2 separate regions of the Mus musculus genome follow, and region 1 is linked to region 2. A link is a contact called in public HiChIP or PLAC-seq data. All regions are on one chromosome and are shown on one strand. Each heading gives the region's core, a stretch centred on a gene start, on an enhancer-like site or on the middle of the called end of the contact. The rest is flanking DNA. Distances are from core to core; before and after follow the strand shown.

Region 1 (3,584 bases), core at 582-3,081, 320 kb before region 2:
GGAGTCAATTCTCTCCTACTATGTAGGTCCCAGGATCAAGCCCAGGTGGTTAGACTCAGGTGCACGCATCATTTCCTCCTAAGCCAGCTCTGCAAGCCTCGCCTTCTCTCAGACTTAACAGCACCCCTCAGTTTTGGAATGTGTGTGGAGGTCAGAGGTCAACTTTCGGAGTCATTCTTCAATAGCTGTCCACATTGGGTTTTGAGCCAAAGTCTCTCACTGGCCCAGAATGTGCTGGGTGGGTGTGAGCCCCGAGTAATTCAACACTGGGAATACAAGCATGCATCGCACCTGGCGGAGCTGCGTCATGACATCACCGCATCATGTTGGAGCTGTGGATTGATGTTGAATGTCAGACATTAATAGTAGGCTGCTTTACAGAACTGGCTCTGTTCTTTTTTTTTTAAGATTTTTTTTTATATATGAATAAGTGTTTTCCCTATGTGTACATCTGTGCACCACATGTGTGAAGTGCCCATAGAAACTAGAAGAGGGTGTCTGATGCTCTGAACTGGGGTTACACGCTGTTGTGAGCCAGGAACTTAGTCGGGTCCTCTGCAAGAGCGGTTCTTGACCGCTGAGCCATCTCTCTGGGCCTCATCTCCCCAAGCCCAGACAGAGTCTCACTGCGTTACCCTAGCTGGCCCAGAACTTGCTGTGTAGACCAGGCTGTCCTCAAATCACAGCGATCCTCATCCCTCTCCCTCTAGAGTAACGGGGTGAAGGGCGTGCCAGCACGCTAGGCAACTCTGTGTCGATCGCTGGTGGTCTGTCTCCTAGACTGCTTGCTGAGTGTGTTTCTCATCAGGCCTCTCCCTAGTTCTCTCCCAAACCCATTCCTCGGTCTCAAACGCCACACCTGTGTTAAGGTTCTGGACTCTGGAAGACCCAGGAGAAAGAAAACAGGTCTTTCAAACAGGAGGGCAGCCCCTAGGGAACAGCTGGAGCTGGAATGCCTGAGACCCCTCCGAGACTCCTCCGAGACCCCTCCAAGACCCCTTTTCTGTACTGTCCCAGGCCCTAACCAGCTCAGCAGACAAGCAAAGATGGCTGGCTGGAAGAAGCTGTGATTGCATGCAGAGAGGACTGGCTGGGGGTGGGGATGGGGGTGGGGTGGGGTAGGTGAGGGGGAGTCCGGCTCTTAATCTCAGTTCATTTAGGACTGCTCTCTTCCTCGCTAATCTAATCAAACAATGGCCGGCCTCTCAGCCCTCTAAGCATGCTACTAATGAATTTTTCATAACCCCGCGGAGACGCTTTCTCTGCTGTTGTTGATAGTAACGGAGCGAGGCCAGAAAACATATTTCCACTCCCCTAATCTCTTCCCTCCCAACTGCACCTCCTCGTGCTCCAACCCTTGCAACTCTGAGTCCTACGCACCCTGCGCAGCAGTCTCCCAAGGTACTGGGTGTGCCGTGCTGCTACCAGAACCTGCCTCTACCTTAGGGGACCAATAAATCCACGTTAGGCTTTCAAATCGTATTTGAGAAGTGGAGACGGTCGATTAGAGGGGCTTATTCAATTTGGCCGGTGACACGCCTCGCTCTCCTATGAAATGCAGCCAGGAAGCCAGAGGAGGGAAGGGAAGATGGACTGCTGGTCTCTGGGTTTCCCAGAGGGCCTGGGGCTCTGGAGATTTCAGCCGCTTTGGCGTTTGTTTGGTTCCCTGATGCCTTTCCTACCTCTGACTTTCTGAGTATTCTGTTCCTTCTCTCTGGAACAGCCTTTCCTCGTGAGCATACGATCTCAACTTTCATGCTGTTGGGTCTCAGACCCAAGACAAGTCTCACTTCACCAGCGTCCTCCACCCAGCTCTCCCAACATCCCTAACCGCCCGTGGCTCCACCCAGCACACCTCGCCCTGTCCCCTACCTAAGTCACCCCCACAACCCCGCCACAGGCTGGGCTTCTGCTTCCCTTCCCCCAGCTTGATCCCTACATAACTCAGCCATTTTGGTCTTGGTCCCTTGGCCCTGGCCACCTCTCTTTGCCAGTGGCTCTCCCTCTGTCTTTCTCCCTTATATCTACAACAAAAGCCTTTCCCAAACTTGGAGTCGTCTGGTACAACTCCTTTTATTTCACTTTGGCATTCAAATGCAACGTGGCCAATGTCTGAGAGCCGCTGTCCTGCATCCGGGCGCCAGCACTATTCCTACCATACAATGATAGCTATTTGTACCTTGTGCTGGCTCAGCAAGGCTTCGGTCCAAAGCAGCCCGCCAGGTCACCTTTTGAAGCAGATGTGAATGGTCGAAGACTAAAACCCATGCTACGGTCTCCTCCCTTTGAGTTATGTTTTAGATTCCAGCCTGGCCCATCAGCGCTGTGACCTCCAGTTCCAACCGGCTGGTTCTTTGAGAGGATGGACCTGAGCCAGCCTTTAAACAGACAGCGTGTTGGGTACTTCAGTAATTGGGAGGTAGGACCTGTAGTGTCTTGAGTTCAAAGTCATACTCAATAGCTACAAAGAGTTTTAGTACAACCTGGGCTATGGACAAAAGTTACAGGAAGGAACCGAGGGAGGGAGGGAGGGAGGGAGGGGGAGCGACACTTATGACTCTTCAGACTGTCCTCTAAGGTGTTTTCAATGACACCCAGGAGCTCTGGCAGGCAGGTGTCTCCCTCAGTGGCTGCTTCAAGGACTTTATTGTGGGAAGCCACCCTCACATTCGCCGTTGCAAGATGGCGCTGACATCCTGTGTTCTAAGTGGTAAACAAATAATCTGCGCATGTGCCAAGGGTAGTTCTTCACTCCATGTGCTCTGCCTTCCCCGTGATGACAACTCGGCCGATGAGCTGCAGCCAATCAGGGAGTAATACGTCCTAGGCGGAGAATAATTCTCCTTAAAAAGGGACGGGGTTTCGCCATTCTCTCTCTTGCTCTGGCTCTTGCTCTCTTGCGCTCTGGCTCCTAAAGATGTAAGCAATAGAGCTCTTGCTCTGGCTCTTGCACTCTTGCTCCTGAAGATGTAAGCAATAAAGTTTTGCCGCAGAAGATTCTGGTTTGCTGCGTCTTTCCTGGCCGGTCGCGAACGTGTGTAAGACTTTATGTATAAATATTTTCATCTGTTGTTCAAGGAAATGCCTGGTTAAGGGAGAGCTAGCATCGGAATCTGAGCTTTAAGGAGAGTACTCATCACTTACTAAAAGTACAGAAATAAGGGGCTGGAGAGGCAGTTCAGTGGTTCACTGCTCTTGCAGAGGACAGGGGCGGGGGGCTCAGTTCCCAGCACCCAACTCTAGAATGTGCACACTGTCCCCTGGTCTCTGAGGACATCTGAGTGAGTGTGGTGCCCACAAACACACACAAGAACACACAGACACATACATAAGTAAGCTTTGTAAAGAAATCTGCACGTAAGTATTGAAGGTGGAATGTCACAGTGTTGGAAGGATGCTTCAAAATAATCCAGGGAGGTTTAAGGAAGGGCGGGGAGAGAGAATGGTTCACTGACCACAATTTGATTTGGGGGGATGTGTGTGTGTGTGTGTGTGTGTGTGTGTGTGTGTGTGTGTGTATGATTCTATCTAGCTTATGGGGGTTTGAATATGCTTATCCCAAGGAGTGGCACTATTTAGAGGTG
Region 2 (3,326 bases), core at 796-3,295:
GAGAGAGAGAGAGAGAGAGAGAGAGAGAGAACAAGCACACGCAGGAAGCTGACCTCATCCTCTGGAGAAGAGACAGCTCCGAGAACCTCTGCTGAGGCTGGGCTTGAAGAAGGACTCTTGTCGAGAAGGGGCTTCAGATCCCGAGCTGCTGGAAAAGCCGTCCCAGCTTTGCATTCTGGACATTCTTGCATTTCTGCAGAGAGGAACTCTTTCTTACAAAGAGAGCCAAGATTTAATTAAAACAAGGTAGCAAATAGGAAATGTCAAAAGAAATGCGACCCAGAACGAATGTTCTCATTTTTAGAAGTCTCTCTGGGGGCCCATTTGGAAATGCATTTGATCACAGAGGCTGTGAGAAACAGAATACTGTCCCCGGGTTCCACCCCGCTTTCTGCTGTGTTCCCATCTGCCGGGCCTTAATGCTTGTTCTGTTTTCTGCAGATCTGAGTTAACTGAATAGGGTTCCTCTGGACACATCTTCTCTGTCTCTCCAATTAGGGAGTGAAGCTAGGGTCTCCAGCATGCCGAACAAGTGCCCTACCCAGCCACAGGCATACATGGCCCATCCTTTTTAATTTTGCTTTCAAACAAGGTCTCATTAAACTGGCTGGCCTTGAACTCATTGTGAAATCCAGGCAAGCCTTGATGTTGCTCTGTCCTCTTGCATTTGTCTTTCTGAGCACCTGGGATTATTGTTGTGAGCCACTAGGCAGAGACCATAGGTTTTTGCTGCTGCTGCTACTGCTTCTGCTTCTCCTCCTCCTCCTTCTTCTTCTTCTTTTTGTTTTTTGTTTTTCGAGACAGGGTTTCTCGGTGTAACCCTGGCTGTCCTGGAACTCACTCTGTAGACCAGGCTGGCCTCAAACTCAGAAATCCACCTGCCTCTGCCTCCCAAGTGCTGAGATGATTCCTCCTATTCCTCCTCCTCCTCCTCCTCCTCTCCACCTTCTTCCTCTTCCTCCTCCACCTCTTCCCTTTCCTCCTCTTCCTCCTCTTCTAAGCAAAACTGTAACACTATGTTTCACAGGGCTACACAGATTAACACATGGAGAGATTCAGTTTCATGGCTTGGTTTGTTTTTTTTTGTTTTTAAGACAGGGTTTCTCTGTGTATCCATGGCTGTTCTGAAACACGAATTGCAGACCAGGCTGGCCTTGAACTCAGCCTGCCTCTGCCTCCCTAGTCCTGGGACTAAAGGTCACTTTGCTCAGCGTTGGCTTCTGAATTTAAGCCAATGTAGTTCCTGGAGGGAAATGCCCTATTTACTCAAGTAAAAATTAGCAGGTTATTAAATTACTGTTTTAGGCTAAAATACCTTAAAAATTATGTTTGGGGAAGCACAAGGAAGTTATCCTGTGGACAGCTGTGGATCTGGGATGCTAGACTGACGCCACCGTTTTTTCTTTTTTCTTTTCTTGAAAGGAGAAAGAATGACAACTCTTTTGATCATTTGTAAAACCGGTAGAACAGCTTACCCAGTAAATCTACTCAAAAGAAAGTACTGGCAAGGCCTAGGGACACACTTTCACCTGACCGGTGGATGAAATGGCAACAACTTGCCTTTACCATAATTTTTAATAAAGCCCCCATTAAGGCAGGGGAGCAACCACGCACAACATTTTCTGTATCCCACACACTCTGGCTGGCCAGGCGTCCAAGCCCACCGCGGGAACCGTTCGTGCCATTCACCTGCATGAATCAGAGACCATGCTACCTATCCAGGGCTCTGCAAAGCCTCCGCCCATCAGGTCGAGTCCATCCACACTTTAGTTTTGACTCCAGGCGCCGCCTGGTGGCCACTGCCAGAAGTGCCACCTCCAACTCCGGGGTCCTGACTGCTGGCGCGGCTGCCCCTGGATATGCCTGACTCCAGAGACTCCCGCCTCCGCCCCTTCCGCCGTGGCCGATCGCGGATTCTTAAGACAGTGACGCCGCCGCGGCCGCCGTGTCAGAAACCGTGGAGCCCCGGCGTCTCACCTACCGTCTCGAGGACGGCCTGATCAGGCTGTCACCGAGCAGCCCACGACCCGGAAGTAGCCGGCTGCGCGAGGCCCCCGTTGCCCAGCGCGGGCGCCGGGGTGCGGGGTGGGGGGCGGAGCTCGGAGCCGAGGGGAGTCCCGGTGCCCGCGGCTCGGAACCGCGCGAGGTTGCGGGGCTCCGGGGACGCAGCCAGGCGGCCGCGATCTCCGCGGGACCGGCTCCGCCGCGGCCCCGAGGCGGCGACATGAGCGCCGCGGGGCTGCTGGCTCCGGCGCCGGCTCCGGCTGCAGCGCCGGCCGCCCCGGAGTACTACCCGGAGGACGAGGAGGAGTTGGAGAGCGCCGAGGACGACGAGCGCAGCTGCCGGGGCCGAGAGTCCGACGAAGGTGCGGGTGTGGGGACGGGGCCCGGGTGCGGGTGGTCAGAGGTCGCCAGAGCTCTTGCGAGCCAGGGGTCCCCAGCCCAGCGTCTCTCATTTCCGCACTCGGGTCGGAGCAATGCTCGCCCTGGCTTTCTCGCTCCCAGCTTCTCTCCTCCCACTGTTTTAATGCCCCTAGCTCCGCTTGGGGAGCCGGAATGGGACAGGCGATAAGTCTTCCTTTGGCCGGCACCTCTCCCCCGCCCCCAGCTTTGTGACCTTAAAGCTGTCTTGTTTACCCACCTCCTGCGTGGTAGCTTGGAGTCCTCATCTCCTAGGTTGGGAGGGGTTCAATGGAATCGTGTCCTGCCACGGCGAAGTGGGCGAAAGGGGAGGTTGGGATTTGTTTTCAGGTCCGAGTAGTCTGCATTTGCGTGATCGCTCCTCCAGCCTCAGGTCTCGATCCGGGACCTTGTTTATTTACCTTTTGGCGGGTGTGAGGGACACCCAGAGGGATTATTGAGGAAGGAGCTGGCTAGGTGGGGGAGAAGCTAGAAGCAGAAGGGGCAAGGGGAGGTCTTTGTATGGGCGGAGTGGACAGTATTCAGGCATAGAGTCGGGCTGTAAAAAGCCAAAAGCTACCCCCAACTGCGGGCAGGATCTTAAGTCTCTCAAATGCGTAGTAACATAGCTAGCTGGCTCTAGACAGGGCTTCCGTGAAAGTTCCTTCCACCGAAGGAAAGGAGGCGGCTTTGTGAGGACTTGGGTCTGCTCCGGCCTCAGTGCACGCAGAGCAAGTTATAGGAACTGAGTGCGTTTGTTTTAACTATGGTTAAAAAACAAAACAAAACAAAACAAAAACAAAATCAAGGTTTAACTAGGGATTTTTCAATGTGAAAGGTGCACTTCTTTTAATGACCACGAGGGGGTACAGCGAAGACAAAATTGACCCTCTTCACTCAGGCCATTGGATCCAGATCTTTGCTTA

What was found. HiChIP or PLAC-seq counts read pairs in DNA pulled down with a chosen protein or histone mark.
Region 1: an H3K27ac HiChIP or PLAC-seq map of embryonic stem cells shows a contact between it and region 2, with 2.8 times the contacts expected there. The contact joins the enhancer-like site here to the promoter of Suds3 in region 2. A contact is called at or near these places in 1 of 15 datasets of contacts at CTCF or cohesin (the NIH/3T3 cell line), 11 of 115 datasets of contacts at active chromatin or transcription factors (the 230-238 cell line, differentiating embryonic stem cells, embryonic forebrain and 5 more) and 3 of 9 other capture datasets (adipose tissue, embryonic stem cells and pancreatic islet).

The regions. Positions count from the first base shown.
Region 1 is chr5:117,439,173-117,442,756 of GRCm38.p6, reverse strand. All of the region lies in intron 1 of Ksr2 (kinase suppressor of ras 2), which reads right to left. Among named protein-coding and RNA genes, the nearest start is that of Ksr2, 27 kb to the right of the region's middle. Within about 2 kb of position 1,831, at least 16 of the 459 cell types and tissues checked have an H3K27ac peak or open chromatin away from gene starts, as enhancers often do. A contact at or near this core is called in differentiating embryonic stem cells and embryonic stem cells, where this site is marked.
Region 2 is chr5:117,114,712-117,118,037 of GRCm38.p6, reverse strand. Suds3 (suppressor of defective silencing 3 homolog (S. cerevisiae)) reads left to right here and starts at 2,045. Exons shown (of 12, transcript NM_178622.5): 1 at 2,045-2,366. The coding sequence starts at 2,225.